Linked DNA regions of Mus musculus: region 1 is linked to region 2. The links are chromatin contacts, called in public promoter capture Hi-C maps. All regions are on one chromosome and are shown on one strand. The core of a region is the stretch at or near the end of the contact, and the rest is flanking DNA. Distances in the headings are between cores, read along the strand shown.

The links. Capture Hi-C pulls out chosen DNA fragments and counts their contacts.
Region 1: a contact with region 2 is called in a promoter capture Hi-C map of adipose tissue. The contact joins the promoter of Tsnaxip1 here to the promoter of Elmo3 in region 2. A contact is called at or near these places in 1 of 39 promoter capture datasets (hippocampal neurons) and 1 of 9 other capture datasets (adipose tissue).

The regions. Positions count from the first base shown.
Region 1 is chr8:105,824,068-105,830,493 of GRCm38.p6, forward strand. It overlaps Tsnaxip1 (translin-associated factor X (Tsnax) interacting protein 1), which reads left to right and starts at 3,677. Exons shown (of 16, transcript NM_024445.4): 1 at 3,677-3,760. The coding sequence starts at 3,720. It overlaps Ranbp10 (RAN binding protein 10), which reads right to left and starts at 3,141. Exons shown (of 14, transcript NM_145824.5): 1 at 2,883-3,141; 2 at 2,011-2,122. The coding sequence starts at 3,117.
Region 2 is chr8:105,303,216-105,309,324 of GRCm38.p6, forward strand. Elmo3 (engulfment and cell motility 3) reads left to right here and starts at 2,386. Exons shown (of 20, transcript NM_172760.3): 1 at 2,386-2,614; 2 at 2,752-2,792; 3 at 2,900-2,972; 4 at 3,163-3,213; 5 at 3,381-3,550; 6 at 3,639-3,738; 7 at 3,824-3,975; 8 at 4,073-4,151; 9 at 4,248-4,298; 10 at 4,380-4,502; 11 at 4,587-4,718; 12 at 4,819-4,920; 13 at 5,017-5,125; 14 at 5,234-5,370; 3 more. The coding sequence starts at 2,537. E2f4 (E2F transcription factor 4) reads left to right here. Exons shown (of 10, transcript NM_148952.1): 8 at 970-1,017; 9 at 1,218-1,262; 10 at 1,358-2,155. The coding sequence ends at 1,473. It overlaps Mir328 (microRNA 328), which reads right to left and starts at 5,245; the gene lies at 5,149-5,245.

The DNA.
Region 1 (6,426 bases), core at 2,427-4,926, 520 kb after region 2:
GGTTTCTCTGTATAGCCCTGGCTGTCCTGGAGCTCACTTTGTAGACTAGGCTGGCCTCAAACTCAGAAATCAGCCTGCTTCTGCTGGGATTAAAGGCATGCGCCACCACGCCCGGCAAGGTGGGTTTTTTTTTTTTTTTGGTTTTTCGAGACAGGGTTTCTCTGTATTGTCCTGGCTGTCCTGGAACTCACTTTGTAGACCAGGCTGGACTCAAACTCAGAAATCCGCCTGCCTCTGCCTCCCGAGTGCTGGGATTAAAGGCGTGCGCCACCACGCCCAGCCTAAGGTGTTTGTTTTAAGAGGTCATTCTCATTGATACTGACTTAAACATTTAAATATGTTTTATCTGATGGTAGAGAGAAATATTAATCTTAAGTCTTCCAGCAAATGTAAGTTTTCTATCTGCAAATGAAGCAGATGGGAATGAAAGTTAAAGATGCGACAGATTCCCTTGATTAAAATTCTAAAGTCACTGAATGTTAAGGCTAAAGGCAGTTTAGATCCCAGAATGACTGTGATGAGACTCAAGCCCCAAGATGTACTCAAGTCCGAGGCCCCTCCAAGGCCAGGATGTCACAAAGTCACTAAGAAAACATTCAAGGCTCCGATCCCAACAGTTCTGCCCAGACTCAGCCTTTTTGTTTTTTTATTTTGTTTTGAGACAGGGTCTAATGAAATAATCCTGGCTGTCCTGGAACTCACTTTGTAGACCAGGCTGGCCTCTACAGAGATCTGCCTGCTTTCTCCCCACCCCACCCTACTTGTGCTGGGATTACAGCCTTGCAACACCATGCTCAGTTCAGGCTCAGCGTCTAAACCTGGCATTTTGCACACAACATAAGTGAGACAGTTGTTAGGAGACAAAAGTTATCTAAAAGCTTAAAAACACACACTCAGGTCCACATGAATGCCACTGGTAGGATTTGCAATCCTCCCATAATAGACCTAAGAAAACCTATCCCTTAGCTGGGTGATGGTAGTGCTGATCGCACACACCTTTAATCCCAGCATTCAGGAGGCAGAAGTAGAGGCAGGTAGATCTCTCTGAGTTCAAGACCAGCCTGGTCTATGGAGCAAGCTCCGGAACAGTCAGGGCTACACAGAGAAACCCCACGAAAGAAAGAAAGAAAGAAAGAAAGAAAGAGAGAGAGAGAGAGAGAGAGAGAGAGAGAGAGGAAGGAAGGAAGGAAGGAAGGAAGGGAGAGAGAGAGAGAGAGAGAGAGAGAAAGAGAAAGAGAGGAAAAAAAAAAGAAGGGAAAAAAAGAAAGCTTGTCCCAAAATAGTTACAGTCACATTCTGGAGTAGCTTGGGACATCTGCTTTGTGACAATTACTAGATGGATTAAGGAGACTGGAGGAATAAGGAAGAGAAGGACAAATGTCCCCTCTGATACCTTGTGTCTGCTTAGGTCACCCTAAAATAGGGAGTCTCCCTAATGCTGACTTTAATAAGACCTTCCTAAAGCTGGTCCAACTGGTGTTCAAGTCCTTGGACTGAAAAACAAGTTTATGAGCAGCAAGGTCACCTGACTTTGACTGTGTGAACACTGTTTATCCAGATGACAGTGGCTGCCACAGCTTTGAAGAGAGCTGCGCAGACTCTGCTGTCCCTTTGAAGCTTCCTGATGCCTCTCCTTGTCTCAGTGCCATAAAAAGGAACCTCAACCTCGAAAACAAGGGAAGTCACAAACACCACATGCTAGCAGGGGAAACCCCACTTGCCCTTTGAATTGTTAATGTAACCTTGTTACTTACAACCCCGATCTATGACTATCTAATTACAATACAAAAAAAAGTGCCCTCCGCTCCACCTATAATGTGCCCACTGCTCTCAAAGCCCACTCACTGTTCAGACCAGATCGTGTCTCTAGTCAGAGGAGTGGTAGCCCGGATCCAAGTAGGTCAGCAGGCTAATATCAGTCCCTGATACTAGTTCAGGAGCTTCAAACACTGACAACGGGGAACATCAGTCCTATGTTGAGGAGGGAAAGGGATAGTTAAGTAGGCTTACCCATCTCTTCCTTTGCTGACAATCTTTACTTCAAAATAGTAAATACCACAGGCTGCTGGGATGGGGTGGGTGGCACGTACAGAGGCTGCATCTTTGTGATTTTTGCCATGACCTGATGTAAGAAGCCAAGGAAGGAATGTCAACACCAGAAAAACGCAAATGAAGGCCTCCTTTTTCTCTACGCCATGGTAAATTCAACCCTCCCTGGCCAGAAGAAGTTCTTGTACTCTCTGAGGAATAATAAGACAACTGAGTAAACACTTAAGCCTCCCGCCTTTAGATCATCTCCACCCCAGACCAACAGTCCTGACAGAGATATTGTCCTCCACAACAAACAAAACAAGGTAGATACAGGCAACAGAAGTGTGTGAGAGACACTGAATACTGTTGTCCGTCTCTCCAGAATCCAAACAGCCCAGCCTGGAGCCCAGGGGAAGGAAGTGGCAAAAATGGAAGTCACCAACAACAACTTTAGCACACAGCGCCTAGCCCAGTCCCGGGATGACTGGCAGCCAGGCAGCCCATGCACTTACTGTGGCAATGTTACCACCTCTTTTTGCAAAAAAAAGACTGAAACTAAGCCGTGGTAAAGGGCCTAGCATAAATTGGAGCCAGCTCAGGAAAGAAGGGTGGCCCTGAAGTGGAAGGTCCTGTCTAGTTTTGGACATTTAATGCAGTTGTCTCTGAGTCTAATATTTAGGAACAGAGCAAAGGAAGCAGGGTAAACCCCGGCCTGACCAACCCCTCTACTCTGGACGTTCCGCTGGGCTAAGGCCCAACTCTCAGAAAACCCGGGCAAAGAAAGGGAAAATGGGCACAGCCTCCCTGCAGACGCAGTAAACTTGTCTCCCAGCGGCCAGACCCGCTGATACCTTTGTAATGGACACGGAGGTTTCCCTGGGAGAGGCCGATGTAGTTGTACTTGTCCTTGGGGCTCCAGGAGCGCGGCAGCGGCGTCTCGTGCTGATTAACCGCAGGGTACAAGCGCTGCAGGCGCCGACTCAGTTCCTGCTCTCCAGGTGACGGTAGCCCGCCCCCGGAGTCCCCACCGGAGGAGTCCCCAGCCTGCGGGTTCCCAGCTCCCGGGTCTGCCGTCGCCGCCGCCATCTTGGAGGGAGCTGCTATTGTGTCACTGGGGGCGGGGAGGAGTGCAACCAGATTTGCCTTGCTCAGCCAATGGGCCGTGAGCATCCCAGGGTCGTAGGGAAACTGAGTCCGAGTCCCGGCAACCTTTCTCTGGACACTACTATACTTCGCCAGATTTAGACTACATATCCCACAATGCATAGCGCTGTAGAAGCCGGCCAACGAGGGTTCCTGGAGAACTTCGGAAGATGTAGTACATCACTGCTCACTCACAAGCCAGTACAACGAAGACTCCGAACCACTGAGAACTACCATTCCCGACTGGCCAAGTGGCCAGACCTCGAAGCTCGCCTTCCTCGTCCACGGTCTCACTTTATTCTTCTGCCTCAGTTCTGTAGCTAATATCAAATTTGCTGTATTGACTGGTTCTCAGAATACCCCATCCCCAGCTCCAGGTCTACTTTTACTGCTTGGCCTTTCTCCAGAGTGCTCACGGGGGCGGGGGCTGGAGGCGTGGCTCAACTGTGAGCCCGCCCTCAACGCAGAGGCTGCTGGGGTCTGGTCCCTATGGCAACGGACTGTACACTACCGCAACGGCTCAATCCTGCATCTGCTCCAAAGTCATGGCCAACCTACAGGAGCGTAAAAGTTTCTCCAAGCCAAGGTAGCACCTGGCCGGGCTGAGGGCGGGGAAGACTTGAATATTTCCAAAAAGAAAAATGACACTGATTCCGATCGCTGCACTGTCTGTTCTTTGGGTAGGACTTCAGCGCCGCAGAATCAGCGATACAGTTGTAATAGAATTGGGGCTGACTCGTCAGTCCAGTAAGAACGTTACAAGCTGCCAAAAGTGCAGGTGTACTTTATCGTAGATAGATGATCTTAGCTAGACACTAAAAAACGAAGTGCCTTATTATAATTATATGTGAAATTCTCACAACTCCTGTTTATAAGAAGCATTCAGTTTCCCACCTGCTCATTCCCAGTAGTGGAAGAAGGGCGAGAGAGGTGATTTCATTCTCAACTCTAATCTTTCAAGGTCTGCTGCCTTGGTAGAAAAAGGCTACAAAAGGACAGCCTGTTGAACAGTGAGAGTTGCAGGACAGTCAGGGCTATATGGAGAGACCCATCTTAAAATAAATGAATTAAAATAATAATAATAAGCCTACAGAGGTTCCAAGGACAGAAAATACCAATGTTATGATTGTCCCTGAAGGAAAAAAAAAGTCTCCGAGAAACAGGCAGCAGCAGGTTGAAAGAGACAACTGTTTCCCATCAAAGGCATAATCCAGGAAAATTACTGTCTATGAAAAAATATGTAATAGGGCTGGGGCTGTAGCTAGAACATGCCAGGACCTGGTTTGATCCCCAGCAACACACAGAATATGAAACAGACTCAGAATCTTCATTCATTAGGAAGGGAGCACAATGTAGTTTTTATAAGCTGAGTTTGATGGTTATGTGACATATTAATTCACAGTTCATGTAGTGACACACTGTTTCCCTTATAGAGATGCAGTGTGGGTTTTCTCCCTCAGACGTTAGAGAGGGTCAACAAGATGGACAGATCAGAGCTTAGCACAGTAGAATGTAAGCAGAACCTGATAAAAGAGACCTTAGAGTTTTATATTTCCTTGGAGAATGTTTCTCCTCCTATGTATGGGCTTTTCTCCCTTTGTTCTCATATCCCTGCTTGCTACTTTAATGGGTTGTCTGTGAAGGTCATTCAATACTAGGAAATTCTCCTGAGCACACATTGCCTGCAGCCATTTATAACACCGAGTTTTCACCACCATTGAGATATAAATGTAAATATTTTGCATTCCTCCTTGAGGTTTGGTGTTAAATCACTTTTTAAAAAATAGGAGTCTAGGTTGTGTGGTGATGGCGCACGCCTTTGAACCCAGCACTTGGGAGGCAGAGGCAGGCAGATTTCTGAGTTCGAGGCCAGCCTGGTCTACAGAGTTACAGAGTGAGTTCCAAGACAGCCAGGACTATACAGAGAAACCCTCTCTTGAAAAACCAAAAAAAAAAAAAAAAAAAAAAAAGGAGTCAAGGGGGCTGGAGAGATGGCTCAGTGGTTAAGAGCACTGACTGCTCTTCCAGAGGTCCTGAGTTCAATTCCCAGCAACCCCATGGTGGTTCACAACCATCTGTCATGAGATCTGATGCCCTCTTCTGGTGTGTCTGAAGACAGCTACAGTGTACTCATAAAATAAATGTTTAAATAAATAAATAAATAAATAAAAATGGGAGCCTAGATGGGCAGTAGTGGCACATGGCACTTGGAAGGCAGGGGCACGAGAATCTCTGAATTCAAGGCCGGCTTGGTCTCATAGAGAAACATGTCTTGAACACACACACATACACACACACACACACACACACACACACGCCTGAGAGATAAGTCAGCAGGTTAAGGATTGCCTGGTTCCCTTAATCTGATCCCCAGATCCCACATGGTAGAAGGACAAAAGTCATACCAACAAGTTGTCCTTTAATCTCCCCTGGACCCTATGGCTCACACATTAATACTCACAGAAAGAAAAGAAGGAAGAAAGAGAGGAAAAAGAAAACTTGGGGCTTGAGGAGGCTGCAGAGATGACTCAGCAGGTAAGCTCTTTCAGAAGACCTGAGTTTGACTCCCAGTGTCCACATCAGGTGGTTCACAACCACCTGTAATTCCAGCTACAGGGAGATCTGACATCTCTTGTGTCTGTGGACACCTGCACTCATGTACACACACAGATAACAAAAAATTAAGCCAGGCAGTGGTGGCGCATGCCTTTGATCCCAGCACTAGGGAGGCAGAGGCAGGTGGATTTCTGAGTTCAAGGCCAGCCTGGTCTACAGACAGAGTGAGTTCCAGTCAGGGATACAAAGAGAAACCCTGTCTCGAAAAACAATAAATAAATAAATAAATAAATAAATAAAATATTAGAGTCTAGAGAGATGGCTCAGTGATTAAGAGCACTGCCTGGCTGCTCTTCTAGAAAATCTGAGTGAGATTCCCAACACCCACAACTCTCTCAACTTCGGTTCCAAGAGATGCAATGTTCTCTTCTGCCCTCCTGGGGAAATACTCATACAAATAAAATAATAAAAATAAAATTTTAAATGAGAAAAGTAGTTAGGGGCTAGGGAGATGGCTCAGCGGTTAAGAACGCTGACTGTTCTTCCAAAGGTCTTAAGTTCAATTCCTAGCAACCACATGGTAATGGGCATCTGATGCCCTCTTCTGGTGTGTCAAAAGACAGTGACTGTGTGCTCACATACATAAAATAAATAAATCGTTAAAAGAAAAGTAGTTAGAAATTAAAAATAAACCAA
Region 2 (6,109 bases), core at 1,136-3,635:
TTGGTTGCCCTCATAAGTTACGCCACTACTGTACCAGGAGGCACATTGCCACATTGCCAGGTAGGTTGGTATTATATCGTGCATGGTCTATTGCCTGTTAACCCATTAAACCATCCTTTTCTTTCTTTCTTTCTTTCTTTTTTTTTTTTTGTGGATTTTTTTTCAAGACAGGGTTTCTCTGTGTAGCTCTGGCTGTCCTGGAACTCACTTTGTAGACCATGCTGGCCTCAAACTCAGAAATCCGCCTGCCTCTGCCTCCCAAGTGCTGGGATTAAAGGCGTGCACCACCACCGCCCAGCCATCCTTTTCTTTATTCTCAGAAATGGAATGACTCAGCAATGCAGTCCTGATTGGTATTTCTCAGTGTTTAAATACAGCTCAGTGGTAAAGTGCTTGCTAAGCATGAATGAGGACATGTCGCCAGCAACGACAGGAAGCGCTGGGGATGGAGAGTGATGCATGTGCATTCCTGCCCCCAAGATGTTCCAGGGATTGGCATTAGGATGTCAGTGTTCCAGACAAGCATTTGTGCCTGATGCCTTATTTCATTGTCGTCTACCCCCCCCCCCCGAAACTTTAAAACATTTCGTGTGTGTGTGTGTGTGTGTGTGTGTGTGTGTGTGTGTGTGTGTGTAAATGTGTAAATGCTGTGTTGTGTACGGGCAGTGTTGGATTCCCCTGGAGCTGGAATTAGACGTGGTTGTGAGACAGGGCATCCATCTTGTGTAAGACAAGATGTGCACTGCTGGCTCAGAAAGGGGGTTCTACAGTGCCTCTGAGAATAGCTGGATGTGTCACCTGCACTAGACCTTTGGTAGCCTTGGCTCAGCATCGAAGAATGTAGGTCAGCGGATAAAAACCTGAGGAATGTGTAGAGCCCTGGAGCCTAGTGGTGTACGACGTGAAGCAAGCTGAACTATAGTAGAACTCAGCTGAGCTTCCTGTGAGCTTGGCTTTCTTCTCTTTCAGTTCTGGATCTCCCCAAAGAGCTGTCAGAAATCTTCGACCCCACGAGAGGTAGGCGGTGTTCCTCCTTTTGATTGGATGCAGGGCATAAGGAGCATAGTTTGAGTTCTGGGTTCCCTTCTAAGGGTATCTGCTGGGTATCCCAGAAAAAGGGTGAGGTTCCTAATGGGCCTGTGTGGGGGTCTCATTCCTGGGCTTTGGTGGGTGGAGGCGCAAGAGCCAGAATCTGAATGAATTGTGTTCATTCCCAGAGTGCATGAGCTCCGAGCTGCTGGAAGAACTGATGTCTTCAGAAGGTGGGTAGCCCAGGAAGATAAGGGTAGCTGTGAGCAAGGGGGTGGGTGACTGCTGGGGGTCTTGGCCTAAGACCTCAGCCTAATGCTTTCTGCAGTGTTTGCCCCCCTCCTCCGACTTTCTCCACCTCCCGGAGACCACGATTACATCTACAACCTGGACGAGAGTGAAGGTGTCTGTGATCTCTTTGATGTTCCTGTTCTCAAACTCTGACTGACAGGGACATGTCCTGTGCAGCTGCAACCCAGACTGTCTGGGCCTGGAGCCAACTAGGGACTGCCCCCCACCCCCACCCTAACCCCAAGAGCCCAACTCTTGGCTTACTCAGCCTTTTCTGGTCGCTCAGTTCGGGCTGTGCTCTCCTGTCTTGCACTGGCACTTGTGACTGTGCTAGCATAGCTGGGCAGAGAGCTTAGCCCTCTCTACATGGAGCCTTCCCCAGCCAGGCTCAGCTGCCCCTCAGTGGCACCTCTGCCTTGTTCCTACCAGTCACTATGAAGGAGGTTCAGAGAGAGGGTGGTGCTGGGTGGTTGCCTACCATCACCTTTCCTTTCCCACCTGCTCACCCTGCAGCCTCTGGACATCTCGGATGCTCCCTGAGAGTCCTGGGATCTCTGGGCAGTCATGGTGGAGGGGGTTAATAAGGAATTGCTGTGTCTAGCTAGGAGTCTGGGAGGGTTGGTACCTAAGAATGGCTCCAGCTCCTGCCCACCCACCCCCATCTCCCTTCACTTCCACTTATTCACTTACCCTCATTTAGAGCCATTGCAGAGATTTAGAAAGATTTACAGTAACGAATGAATTCCTATATAAAGATTATTTTTATACTTTTTTCAACAAAAGGAAATGTAATATTTGTACAGCATTCAAGTGAATAAAGACATGCCTAAGGCTATCTCTGATCTGGTTCTTTGGGGCCCCTACCTGGGACGCTGGATTGTTGCTGAGACTGGGTGGGTCACCTTACTGGAATGGGAGGTGTGGCTGCTGTGTAGGAAGCCTGCTGCCACAGCCTCTACCTGCTGCACCTTGGTGTGGGGCGGGGCCAGGCAGGCCTCTACGGGGCGGAGCAGGGCAGGGCAGGCGGGGTCTTACCCTCCTACCCCTGAGATTAACCCGGAACTAACAGGCTCCTTTGGGAAGGCCTCGGAGCCCGATCAGGAGTGGGAACCTGGGCTGTGAGTGCAGGCTACAAGTCCTAGACCCTAGACCGGGTGCACTCTCGGCGGGAGGTGGCACATTAGTGCCAAGTGCCAGCGGCCACCGCGGCTGGACTATGGCGCCCCCGCGGAATGTGGTGAAGATTGCTGTTCAGATGTCTGACGCCATCCCACAGCTTATCCAGCTAGACCAGGTCAATGGGACTGTCCAAACTCCGCCTCTCGCTTCTGGGTTGTTCCTTTTCCCTCTGGCCAGCCCAGCCCACCCCTCCCAGAAGTCCCTCACCCCAACTCTTTACCGTCGCAACTTGAGTGACAACTCCACTTACAGGCAAAGCCCCTGGCCACTGTACTGAAGGAGGTGTGTGACGCGTAAGTGCTGTGCCGCAAGCCTGGGCAAAGTGGGGGAGGGGCAGGTGGGAGAGGCGCTCCTGGACGTCCCTGGCAGCTTCCTGCCCGCCCCCCCCCCCCCAACACAGGTGGAGCCTGACTCATCCGGAGCACTATGCCCTGCAGTTTGCTGATGGGCACAGGAAATACATCACAGAGAATGTGAGCCCCCCTCCTAGCCCCACATTCCTCAGGATCCCTTTAACCCACCTGGTTTCGATTCCATGGTTTCATTCTCCCTGCTCTGAATGTGAGCTCTTGTACTGACAACCCCAACCCCACCAGTGGATGAGCCGGGTGACTATTTCACAGAGCCCTCCTTAACTGTGCTCCTTTCTGCTGTTCCCTCCAGAACCGCTTGGAGATCAAGAATGGAAGCATCCTGTGTCTCAGCACTGCCCCAGTAATGTTCCCTTCAGCCCTCTCCTCTCCCTTCCTCCCCCTCTGCAGCTGGTTCGGAGGCCCCAGCTCCTTAGTGCCCTACCTAGTGGGCACCCAGACCATCACAGCTCCAGTTGTAGGGGTAACATTCTCTAACCACATCCATCTTTCCTCTACTGCTCCTGGCAGGATCTGAAGGCCCAGCAGCTACTGGGTAGACTGCAGAATACAAGTCGTGAAGGGTGCTGTGAAGTCCTGAGAAACCTGGTCCTGCTGGCCTCAGACATGACCTTTGCCCAGGAGGTCATCAGTCGTGATGGGCTTCAGAAACTAAGCACCATCATTGAAAATGGGGATGAGTGAGCACAGGGCCCAGGTGGACTGGAGGACGTGGTAGGGCTTGGAAATCTTGCTCTGATCCTACTCATCCCCAGATGTTCTCTGTAGCCTAGGGGAGATGCTGGCCCTTGGTCTAAGGGCTTTCTTGGAGCTCATGGAACACGGTGTAGTGTCCTGGGAGACACTCAGCATCTCCTTTGTCAGGAAGGTGTGTCCTTGTCCAGGGGCAATGGGGCAGTACCAGCATTTAGCCCTCATGAATGACAATGACAGCCTCTATCCATCCCTTATAGGTGATATCTTATGTGAACATGAACCTGATGGATGCCTCTGTCCAGCCCCTGGCTCTGAGACTGCTGGAGAGTGTGACCTTGAGCAGTCCTGCCCTGGGCCAGCTGGTGAAGAGTGAGGTGCCACTGGATAGGCTGCTGGTGCACCTGCAAGTGTAAGCCTCTAGGGTACTGTGTGAACGGGGGGGGGGGGGGGGGAAGCAGTGCTGGGCTCCAGGTGGAGATCTGGGCCTGTTCTTCCTCTTGCCGTAGAATGAACCACCAGCTGCAAACCAAGGCCATGGCTCTGTTGACGGCCCTGCTGCAGGGAGCCAGCCCCACTGAACGCAAGGCGAGTCCACGGTGACTAAATGAAGATCAGCAGCTAGTGTGTGCTGTGCTCCAACTTAGAGCAAAAAATCATCTGAACCCTTCTCACCCACTGTAGGAAATGCTTGACCACCTATGGAAGAAGAATCTTCGCCAGTTCATCTACAAGGTAGGATGGACCAGGCCAAGGAGACCCTCTCCCCAGTCTTCCTTCCCCTGGGAGTCTCACCCAAGCCTTGTTGTCTTCCAGAACATCATCCACAGTGCAACACCCATGGGTGACGAGATGGCTCATCACTTGTATGTGCTGCAGGCTCTTACCCTAGGGCTGCTGGAGCCACGGATGCGGACACCACTTGATCCCTACAGCCAGGTGCGAGGGGACAAAGGCTGCAGGGCTACCTAGAATTTTGCTTTGGATCTATGATCTTGACATGCCCCTTACCATGACCTCCAGGAACAGCGGGACCAGCTGCAGGCTCTGCGCCAGGCAGCCTTTGAACCAGAGGGGGAGTCCTTGGGCACAGGGCTCAGTGCAGACCGCCGCCGGTCTCTCTGTGTCCGAGAGTTCCGCAAGTTAGGCTTCTCTGTGAGTTACCCTACCTTAGTTTCCACCCAAGCCTCCATCCAGGCTACAGTTATTCTAGGGCTCGGGCCCCTTCCTGAGCTGCCTGCCCTCTCGTCTGTAGAACAGCAACCCAGCCCAGGACCTGGAGCGTGTGCCCCCCGGCCTGCTGGCCCTGGACAATATGCTCTACTTCTCCAGACATGCACCAAGTGCATACAGTCGGGTCAGTAACAGGCTGGGGCAGGAGGATGGCAGCAGCTCAGCTTCATCAGGGTCTGCATGGAGATCCTGTTACCATTCTCTGTTCCCACTGCCATAGTTTGTGTTGGAGAACAGTAGCCGAGAGGACAAGCATGAATGCCCCTTTGCCCGGAGCAGCATCCAGCTGACAGCGTTGCTGTGTGAGCTGCTCCGTGTTGGGGAGCCTTGTGAGTCGGGCTGGGTCCAGTGTACTTGGGGACAGGGGACGGAAGGGCAGAGAGGGCCAGGGGCTGTAGATACTTTCTCCCTGAGCCCCTCCTGCCCCCCTGCCCCAGGCTCCGAGACAGCCCAGGACTTCTCGCCCATGTTCTTCAGCCAAGACCACAGTTTCCATGAGCTCTTCTGTGTGGCTATCCAGCTACTGAATAAGACCTGGAAGGAGATGCGGGCAACACAGGAAGATTTTGACAAGGTGGGGGGGATGGGAACAGCAAGGCCAGGGGTCTTCTGGGAAGGGGTCCTGAACGCAGGTTCTCTACTGAGCTTGGGTGGTCCTAGGTGATGCAAGTGGTTCGGGAGCAGCTGGCCCGTACCCTGGCTCTGAAGCCCACCTCCCTGGAGCTCTTTCGAACCAAAGTGAATGCCCTCACCTATGGGGAAGTGTTGAGGCTGCGGCAGACAGAGCGGCTGCACCAGGAGGGCACGCTGGCCCCTCCTATACTGTAAGTTGGTAGGGACCCCAAGTCTCAGTCCCCACCTTCTCCAGTGTGCTGTGGGGAGCCCTGGTTAACGACTCTCAATCGTCCAGGGAATTGCGAGAGAAACTGAAGCCAGAGCTCATGGGCTTAATCCGCCAGCAGCGTTTGCTCCGACTCTGTGAAGGAATGCTCTTCCGCAAGATCAGCAGCCGGAGACGACAGGGTCTCTGAATGGGCTGATGGTGTGGGGTGGGGGGTTATCTGGAGCCAGAGCCCTCTCATCACTCCTCTCTTTTCTGCAGACAAGCTATGGTTTTGCTGTTTATCCCCCAACCACAAAGTACTGCAGTATGGGGATGTGGAGGAGGGTGCCAAGCCCCCTACCCTAGAAAGCCTACCTGAACAGCGTAAGGAGGGCAGGGTTGGGGCTCCTACACCTGCTCCCTCTCCCTATAGGCCACATACCTCGGGTCAGCCTTGGGCCGTGGTAATCAGCAGGTCTCTTTTCTACAG